Linked DNA regions of Mus musculus: all the other regions are linked to region 2. A link is a contact called in public Micro-C and promoter capture Hi-C data. All regions are on one chromosome and are shown on one strand. Each heading gives the region's core, a stretch centred on a gene start, on an enhancer-like site or on the middle of the called end of the contact. The rest is flanking DNA. Distances are from core to core; before and after follow the strand shown. Region 1 holds the start of Muc1 (mucin 1, transmembrane). Region 2 holds the start of Zbtb7b (zinc finger and BTB domain containing 7B). Region 3 holds the start of Gba (glucosidase, beta, acid).

Region 1 (2,700 bases), core at 96-2,595, 160 kb before region 2:
TACTACAGTTGTAACTGCTCCTGCTGGTTTACTCCGCAACCTCCGCTTGCGGGATCCGGCCTGGCATCCTCAGTCCGCGCTACTGTGAACCCAAAGCCCTCCCCAAATTCAACTGTTTCTGCCCTTCAGAACACCTTTCGTTTCTCCCTAAACACACACACAAACACACGGGTTTGCCTTGTTTCGAGTGCTTGTTCGCCCCAAATATTCCTTTCCCAGATACATCTCAACGTTCTCATGTTCCACGATCGGCCCACCTACTTAATCTCTTCCTCCTCAATATCTAGCTACCTAGACATAACCCGTCCTACACCCCACCCCCCACCATTCAATGTCATCACACAACTTGATGCCCCCCCTTCCAGATACCTTGGGGCTCCAACCACTTTTACCCTACCCGCAAACACCATCCCCAGAAGTCTAGTAGCCCAATTAATGACCCTTGCTTCTCCCCTACAGTGTGCATTCTTTCCTATCTGTCCGAGGCATTGATTCTTTTCGCCAAGGCACAATTAACTTCCTTAAGTTAATCTGTCTCAACTTGGGCTGTGCTGCCAAACTATCGGCTGGTGCGAGTACGCCGCGCGACGCTCGCGGTGACCACTAGAGGGCAGGCGTTTCCGGATAGAAGGGCCGGTCAACCTGCCACTCAAGGTGGAGGGTTGGGTAGGAAGGACCTTAGGCTTCAGTGGAGCCCAAGTTTAGTCCTTTTTAAGTGGAAATTTCCCCCACCGCCTTTCTCGGGAGAAAGCCAAAGAGAGACCCAGGCTACTGGAAAGTCTGGCAGGGGCGGGGATTGTGGTTTTCAGAGTACCGGGAACGGCTAGAAGGGCGGGGCTGTTCCGGGAAGTGGCGGGGGGGGGGGGGGTTCGGGGAGGGAGACTAAAACTAGCGACCTGTCCACTATTATCCAGCCCCCTTATGTCCTCTCAACTTGTGAGAAGTGGTGTTCAAGGACCCGCAGAGAGAATAGGAAAAGGGATCGGGGGACCTAGGGATGGACTTCCCATGTCTTGCTGTCCAGGGCCTTTCTGTGTTTCCTTTCCTCTTCTTGGCGGTCACTCTGGGACTAAAACCAGAGCCAGGGGGCCCCAGGTTTCCTCCACATACACACCTGGGGTAGTCAAGGAGCGGTTGGTAAAAGTGGGAGGCCAGATGGAGAAAAAACAGGTTGTCATAAGGTTGAGTGATTGGAGCCCAAGTACCCTACACAGGAATGACTGGGGGGGAGGAGGAGGAAAAGAATAGGGGAGGGGGCGGAGTTTTGTTACCTGTCACCTGCTCTGACTGTGCCTAGGGCGGGAGGGGGACTGGTATAAAGCAGCAGGCACCAGCCCTGTTCCACCTCACACACGGAGCGCCAGCCTTGAGTTTGTTTTCTAGCCCCTTCCCGCCTGTTCACCACCACCATGACCCCGGGCATTCGGGCTCCTTTCTTCCTGCTGCTACTTCTAGCAAGTCTAAAAGGTGAGAGGCGCAAGGTGGGGAGGGGCTGCGCTGTTCAGGTGGGACTCCCAGTCTTTCTGTGGAGTTTGCTTACTGGTAGATTATGAGAGTCATAAATGGCCATCCATACAGGTATGGCCCAGTATGTGCCAGGGGGGAAAAGAGGCTAAGGAAGGAGGCTGAGAAGAGGTGACCCCTCAGGAGAGTGGGCACTATAGTAGGCAAATAATACTCTTTGTGGGGAGTAGAGAAGAGAGGCTGTGTCAGGAGAAGTAGCTCCGGAGTGGAAGAATGGGGCCGTGTGCAGTGGTTCCAGTCTATAGTTCCCACACCCTGGACGCTCAGGTTCACAGAGAGTTCAAGGCCAGCTTAGGCTACAGTATGAATACTTGTCTCAAGTAGAGGAATAAATGAGCCAGAAGCAGAGGTGAGACCTCTGCTTAGGGAGGGAGGCTGTCAGGATGAAGGCAAACCAGGGGCTACCTGATGCTAACATGATCCCCCTTCCTTCCCCGGTTACTTTGTTTTCAGAGTTTATATTTTTCTTCTTGCTCTGATTTTTATTCATCAACCCAGTAGGTTTTTTTTTTGTTGTTGTTGTTGTTTTGTTTTTTTTTTCTTCAACTTTGGCTCTAGCCGGAACTAAAACATCACACATGTTATCCAAAGCGACCCAGTGTCCAACTCTGTTGATTAGTGCTGCGCTGCTGTGAGCATAAAAACAGTTTACCCCTAATCTTCCACTCTGGTTCAGGTTTTCTTGCCCTTCCAAGTGAGGAAAACAGTGTCACCTCATCTCAGGACACCAGCAGTTCCTTAGCATCGACTACCACTCCAGTCCACAGCAGCAACTCAGACCCAGCCACCAGACCTCCAGGGGACTCCACCAGCTCTCCAGTCCAGAGTAGCACCTCTTCTCCAGCCACCAGAGCTCCTGAAGACTCTACCAGTACTGCAGTCCTCAGTGGCACCTCCTCCCCAGCCACCACAGCTCCAGTGAACTCCGCCAGCTCTCCAGTAGCCCATGGTGACACCTCTTCCCCAGCCACTAGCCTTTCAAAAGACTCCAACAGCTCTCCAGTAGTCCACAGTGGCACCTCTTCAGCTCCGGCCACCACAGCTCCAGTGGATTCCACCAGCTCTCCAGTAGTCCACGGTGGTACCTCGTCCCCAGCCACCAGCCCTCCAGGGGACTCCACCAGCTCTCCAGACCATAGTAGCACCTCTTCTCCAGCCACCAGAGCTCCCGAAGAC
Region 2 (2,700 bases), core at 136-2,635:
GGCGGGGGGCAGGGGACCCGCCCTCTCTCCAAACACTAGCAGGGCCGGGGCGCCTGGGCAGGCACGTGTCCGGGCACAACCCGCTGCCCACGCTGCCCCCCCACTCCCGCCCCCCCCGCTCTGGCCAGGACACGTCGCTCTCTTACTTGGGTGGGGTGGGAGGAGGGGAGAGAAAGCTGGAAATGGAAAGCAGCGCCCCCCACCCCTCTGAATGGCCAACCTCGGCCAGCGGTGCGCACTAGGTTTCTACCACACAGCGACCCCCACTCTGCTCAGGGCAGGTGCGCCGGCGCCGGCGGCAAGACCGCTGGTAGGTCGAGTTCTTATCACCCACCCTCGCACTGGAGTTGTGAGAGCAAAAGCTGACTTTGAAAAGGTGGCGGTGGGCCTGAGGCTTGAGAGACCGGAATGTGATTGCGGAGCGGGAGGGGCAGAGGGGTCGTCCTGCTGAGCCGCACTACCGCTGGAGAGACGACGCGGCTCTGGAAGCGCAAGAAACCGAATAGTCCAGCCGGTAACTTTCCCCCAAGCCGCGGTTCCTCCCGCTGCCCCCCACCCCCCGTGCCACTGGCCTGGGTCCAGCCCACCGTGCCAGGGGGGCGCGGAGCTGGGTGGGTGGGTGGGGACACGCGTTGTCCTAGTTATAGTCCGTCAGGGTTTCCATTCCCTCCATTCGGTCGGGTCTGGGGTCTCCCCCTAAAGTCACAAAAGCGACTGGGGGTAGGGGTAAGTTCAGTGCAGCTCACCCCCTCTCCATCCCGTAGCTCACAGTCTGTATGATATTAGAAGTGCAAAGAAAGTTTCTGGAGACCCTCCGCTCAGAGTTGGGGGGAGGCCAATAGTCCATAGTTCTCTACCTTTCCTCCAAGTTAAAACCAATTCCAAAGACCCAGGAAAGCTACAGGGAATGCGACTGGTTGAAATCTGGTGTGTGTGTGTGTACGTGTGTGTACAGGGGTCTCACAGGACGCACGAAGGACACTGCAGTAGGCTCGAGTTTAGTGTATCCCGAGCCAAGGGACAAAAAGTGGGGTTCACTTACCTTTCAGCCGTTGGGTCCGTTCGCTGGAGCTGCAGAGGCACAGGGTGTAGGAAGAAGCGCGTCCCCCGCCAGGCTGGGGGGCTTGGGGCTCTGCTCCGGTCCTGGTCAGAAGGCCGCGGTCAGTGGCTCGCTGCTCGTTGCTGGGGGGCTCCTCCTCCGCCACCCTTTGCCTCCTCCTGTTGCCCGCCCCCCCCTTGGCCGCGGAGAGCCGTACATTCACCTGGCTTCCACTCGCCCCCCCCCCCAAGGCCCGCCTCACCTGTCCTGCTGTCTCACCTGTCCTCTCTCTTGCTTTCCCCCCATCCCTCCCCTCCCTCCCCCCGCCCCTGCCACCCCCAAACTCCCCCCCCACCCTTAGCAACACCCTCTGTCACTTCCTGGTTTTTCATCCGCCCCCCCCAGGCACCCCCTCCCTCCGCCCAATAAGGACATAAACTTCCACCTCTTCCAACAGCTAGTTCCAGCAGGGAGCATATGGGTCCCTCCCTCCTTTTCGTCCCTTTTCTCCGAGATTTTGCTTCGCTCCCTGAGCCTTTCCCACCCTTTTCCTTTCCCTTCTTTCCTTCAAACTCCCTTCACCTGCCGCGATCCCTCTCCCTCTCTGCTTTCTACCACTATCTCCTCCGGTCCACCTTAACTGGAGCTCCGCCTCCGACCCCCGTCCAGCCCTCTGCTGCTGCCCAGCTCCACCCCTTGCACGCCACCGCCCTGCCCATCCATTGGCCTGAACACCCGCCTATCCCATGTGGGACGCGCCTAGGGTTCATCCAGGGAGGGGGTGGAGCCTGGGCTGGCCAGAAACCAGAAGGGGAGGGAGGCCGAAGACAGTGTCCGCAGTGGCCAGGGAATGGAGCAGCCCCCTCAGGGACTTCCTCTCTTTCAAGAGGGGCTTCTGTAGGGTCACCACCTGGGGAGGGAATGGTATGAGAGGTTACGGATACGCTGCTGGGGATGAAGACCTAAAATTTAGAAAGAGTGGGGTCCTGCCGAGGGGCTTTAACCAGGTCAGAGCCCCAGGAAGAGAGAGAACCTCTAGACATTGAGCTTCAGCCTCTTGGCCCATCCCCCTCCGAGGGAGCGGGGGAGTCGAGTCTGTGGGCACTCTGTGTCCCTCCCCACGCGTGACGGCGCCCCGCGGGGAGGGAACAGTGCCCGGGGCAAGGAGCCTTTGCGCTCTAGCCAGTGCCCGTTGCTGCCTTGGCATTTTCAAAGGGGAGGGACTGAGTCTGGGAAGGGGAAGGGGGAGGTGCGCTCCCTCTGGGGCCCCGACGCTTTGCCTTCAACCAGCCGGTACTTTTAGTGGAGAAACTGAGACCCTACAGTGGAGGGATCTTGGCGCAGATTCACTCAGACCCCGAGGTGACGATAGAGACCTGGGTGGTTTAGGATGTTTGCTTAAGTGGGTTTGGGAAAAACCGGTATTCGTATTTAAGTGCCCGACCCAAAGAATGGTAGTCTCTGAGGGACGCTTACAACTGGGCTGGCGATGCTATAGACCCCAAAAGGGCCCCTCCTACTCGTTTCAAACGGAGTCAAATCCCGCTCTCTAGGACCAGGTTCGGCTTCGCAGCAGCAGGCCAGGCGGAACCGGGTCGGACTTGTTCTCTTTCCCAGCTCCCTCCGCAGGGGGCCTCCTTCCCTTTCCAGCAGGTGGCTCC
Region 3 (2,700 bases), core at 94-2,593, 190 kb before region 2:
CTCTTGCTAACGCTAGTAATGGTTCTGTGAGACTATGCTGGTGTCTATGTTGGGCAAGTGTGGAAACAGGCTCAGAGACCTGGACTTAGTCAGATCACGCTGCATGTGTCACTGCCAATTAATCAACTTTATTGTGGCTCACAAGGAAACCCGGACGACAGCCCTCTTCTTGTGTCCACCAAAGACAGACAGCATTTTCCAGTTTCCTGGGAGGAAGGATGAAGAGCTTTCCAGCCAGCATCTGATGATAAAGCAAGAGAATCCAGAAACGGCCAGTGGGGACCACTCCCTCCCTTGGTCCTGATCTCCAGAGCCCGACAGCAACTCCCTGCACTTACTGTGACTCCCCCCCCCCCCCCCCCCCGCCTGTTCTTCTGGGAAGGGTCCCCTTTCCTCTCAAGGAGTCTTGCAAGTATACCTCTCAACATTTCTGTCTGTCTTCGCCTGTAACTCCGTGTAAGTGTCTGACTCATGTGTCTCACTAGTCTTTTTAGGATAAAGATTGTGTGTATGTGGGGTTTGTTGTTGTTTTTCGAGATAGGGTTTCCCTGTGTAACAGGACTGGCTGTCCTGGAAATTGCCCCATAGACCAGGCTGGCCTTGAACTCACAGGGATCCGCCTGCCTTTTCCTCCCAAGTGCTGGATTTAAAGGCATGTGCCACCAATTCCAGGCTGTATGTGGGGTTTCTAAATTTTGTTTTTATTTATTTTTATTTTTTTAAAAGATTTTATTTGGGGTTGGAGAGATGGCTCAGTGGTTAAGAGCAGTGACTGCTCTTCCAGAGGTCTGGAGTGTCTGAAGACAGCTTACATATAATAAATAAATAAATATTTTCTTTAAAATATTTATTTATTTATTTTTTATATATATGACGAGTACCCTGTAGCTGTCTTCAGACACCAGAAGAAGGCGTCAGATCCCATTACAGATGGTTGTGAGCCACCATGTGGTTGCTGGGAATTGAACTCAGGACCTCTGGAAGAGCAGTCAGTGCTCTTAACCGCTGAGCTATCTCTCCAGCCCCTTGTTTTTATTTTTAAATTTTATTTTTAAATTATGTATATCTGTGTGTCGGTATGTGCATGTGAATACAGTGGCCCTCACAGGCTAGAAGTCCTCTCTGTCTTGGATTTAGGAGCCTCTACTCAGCTGTCCATACAATCCTTGTTAGAATTCTCTTCCTAAAGGTGTCATCCTTTAGGCCTCCCCAAAATTCACAGGGTATGCAATGAATGACTAACCTAGAAGAGCCCAACTGCCCATTACAAATATGGCTTCGATTGCTTCACTTCCTGCATCACGTGACCGGCTTAGTCATCATGTGACTCTGTCCGCCCCTTTAAGCCGGAAGGAACTTGCTGTGCTAGTCGGTTCCAAGAGCTATGATATCTGTCTGTGTTTTATTTGGTAGGTCTTCTATCCCTCCAAGGCACAGAAACTTCCACAGTCTTCTCATTCGCTGGTCCTGAGTAGCTCCAGTTTCCAAGATCTTCTGGAGAGGTAAGCGGGCAGGGCTACAATTTGCCTTGTCAATCTTGCTTCGGGAATTCTGCCTATCTAGATTATGGAATTCGGTGAGTTCAATTTTTTTTTTTTTAAATTCAGGGCATCATGGCTCTTTGAGGGCACAGATGGAGGGAGGGCTGAAGGTTGAAATCGATGGGGGAAAAGAGTGAAGAGAGTCTTCTTTGGAGTGGGCAGCAAACTCCCTAGCAGAGTGAATGAATGCAGGACGCCTCCAGGGTCTACGGGCACTGTCTAATCACTAATAAAGGTGGGAGCCTATGCTGTGAGCATCCACAGGCAGCTAAACTCTGGCCAGGAGGGTGGTTGCAGGGTAGAGAGAGTCTTACACTATTATCTTTCCTCTACATTTTCTTCTCAGAAGTGTGCTGGTGTCATGGCTGCCAGGCTCATCGGATTCTTCCTATTTCAGGCGGTATCTTGGGCATATGGTGAGTCTAGGATGGAGATGGAGGCATGAAGGTGTCCCCTGCCCCCAAAGTCCTCTGGTAGCCTTCCATTATGGTGCTGAAATTTCAGTAGGGACTCTGTAACTCTTTTAGAATGCCTGAGACATCTTTGGGCTGGGAGTATGGTGGAAGGATTTTTTTAAAAAAATATTTATTTATTTATTATATGTAAGTACACTGTAGCTGTCTTCAGACACACCAGAAGAGGGCGTCAGATCTCGTTACAGATGGTTGTGAGCCACCATGTGGTTACTGGGATTTGAACTCCAGACCTTTGGAAGAGCAGTCGGGTGCTCTTACCCACTGAGCCATCTCACCAGCCCGGATTTTTTTTTTTTTAATTGTTGTTCTGTCTCGTACCTAGCATGCCCACTCCCTCATAAACCCGCTTTGATGCCTGCCTCTGCTTGTGCCCTGCCTCCTAGGTGCCCAACCCTGCATCCCCAAAAGCTTTGGCTACAGCTCAGTGGTCTGTGTCTGTAATGCATCGTACTGTGACTCTCTTGACCCCGTGACCTTACCGGCTCTGGGTACCTTCAGCCGTTACGAGAGCACTCGACGTGGACGTCGGATGGAGCTGAGTGTCGGGGCCATCCAGGCCAATCGCACTGGCACAGGTAGCCACTTTATCTGTCCCTCTAAGCCTGGACCCAAAGTCACACCAGTGATCAGCATGTCCTCTTCTGGACTCTGACTTTTCCTCTTCTTTTCCCAGGGTTACTACT

Evidence for each region. A called contact is a pair of places that touch in the nucleus more often than the background predicts. Capture Hi-C pulls out chosen DNA fragments and counts their contacts.
Region 1: a Micro-C map of embryonic stem cells shows a contact between it and region 2, with 2.6 times the contacts expected there. The contact joins the promoter of Muc1 here to the promoter of Zbtb7b in region 2. A contact is called at or near these places in 2 of 39 promoter capture datasets (erythroid cells and neural stem cells), 4 of 484 Hi-C or Micro-C datasets (all in embryonic stem cells), 5 of 115 datasets of contacts at active chromatin or transcription factors (effector CD8 T cells and embryonic stem cells) and 3 of 9 other capture datasets (adipose tissue, liver and pancreatic islet).
Region 3: a contact with region 2 is called in a promoter capture Hi-C map of pancreatic islet. The contact joins the promoter of Gba here to the promoter of Zbtb7b in region 2. A contact is called at or near these places in 1 of 39 promoter capture datasets (erythroid cells), 2 of 484 Hi-C or Micro-C datasets (embryonic stem cells and muscle stem cells), 2 of 115 datasets of contacts at active chromatin or transcription factors (both in embryonic stem cells) and 3 of 9 other capture datasets (adipose tissue, liver and pancreatic islet).

The regions. Positions count from the first base shown.
Region 1 is chr3:89,227,711-89,230,410 of GRCm38.p6, forward strand. Muc1 (mucin 1, transmembrane) reads left to right here and starts at 1,346. Exons shown (of 7, transcript NM_013605.2): 1 at 1,346-1,467; 2 at 2,201-2,700. The coding sequence starts at 1,410.
Region 2 is chr3:89,391,993-89,394,692 of GRCm38.p6, forward strand. It overlaps Zbtb7b (zinc finger and BTB domain containing 7B), which reads right to left and starts at 1,386. Exons shown (of 3, transcript NM_009565.5): 1 at 1,043-1,386. Gm15417 (predicted gene 15417) reads left to right here. Exons shown (of 2, transcript NR_040403.1): 1 at 1-514.
Region 3 is chr3:89,201,585-89,204,284 of GRCm38.p6, forward strand. Gba (glucosidase, beta, acid) reads left to right here and starts at 1,344. Exons shown (of 11, transcript NM_001077411.3): 1 at 1,344-1,502; 2 at 1,888-1,957; 3 at 2,401-2,592; 4 at 2,691-2,700. The coding sequence starts at 1,903.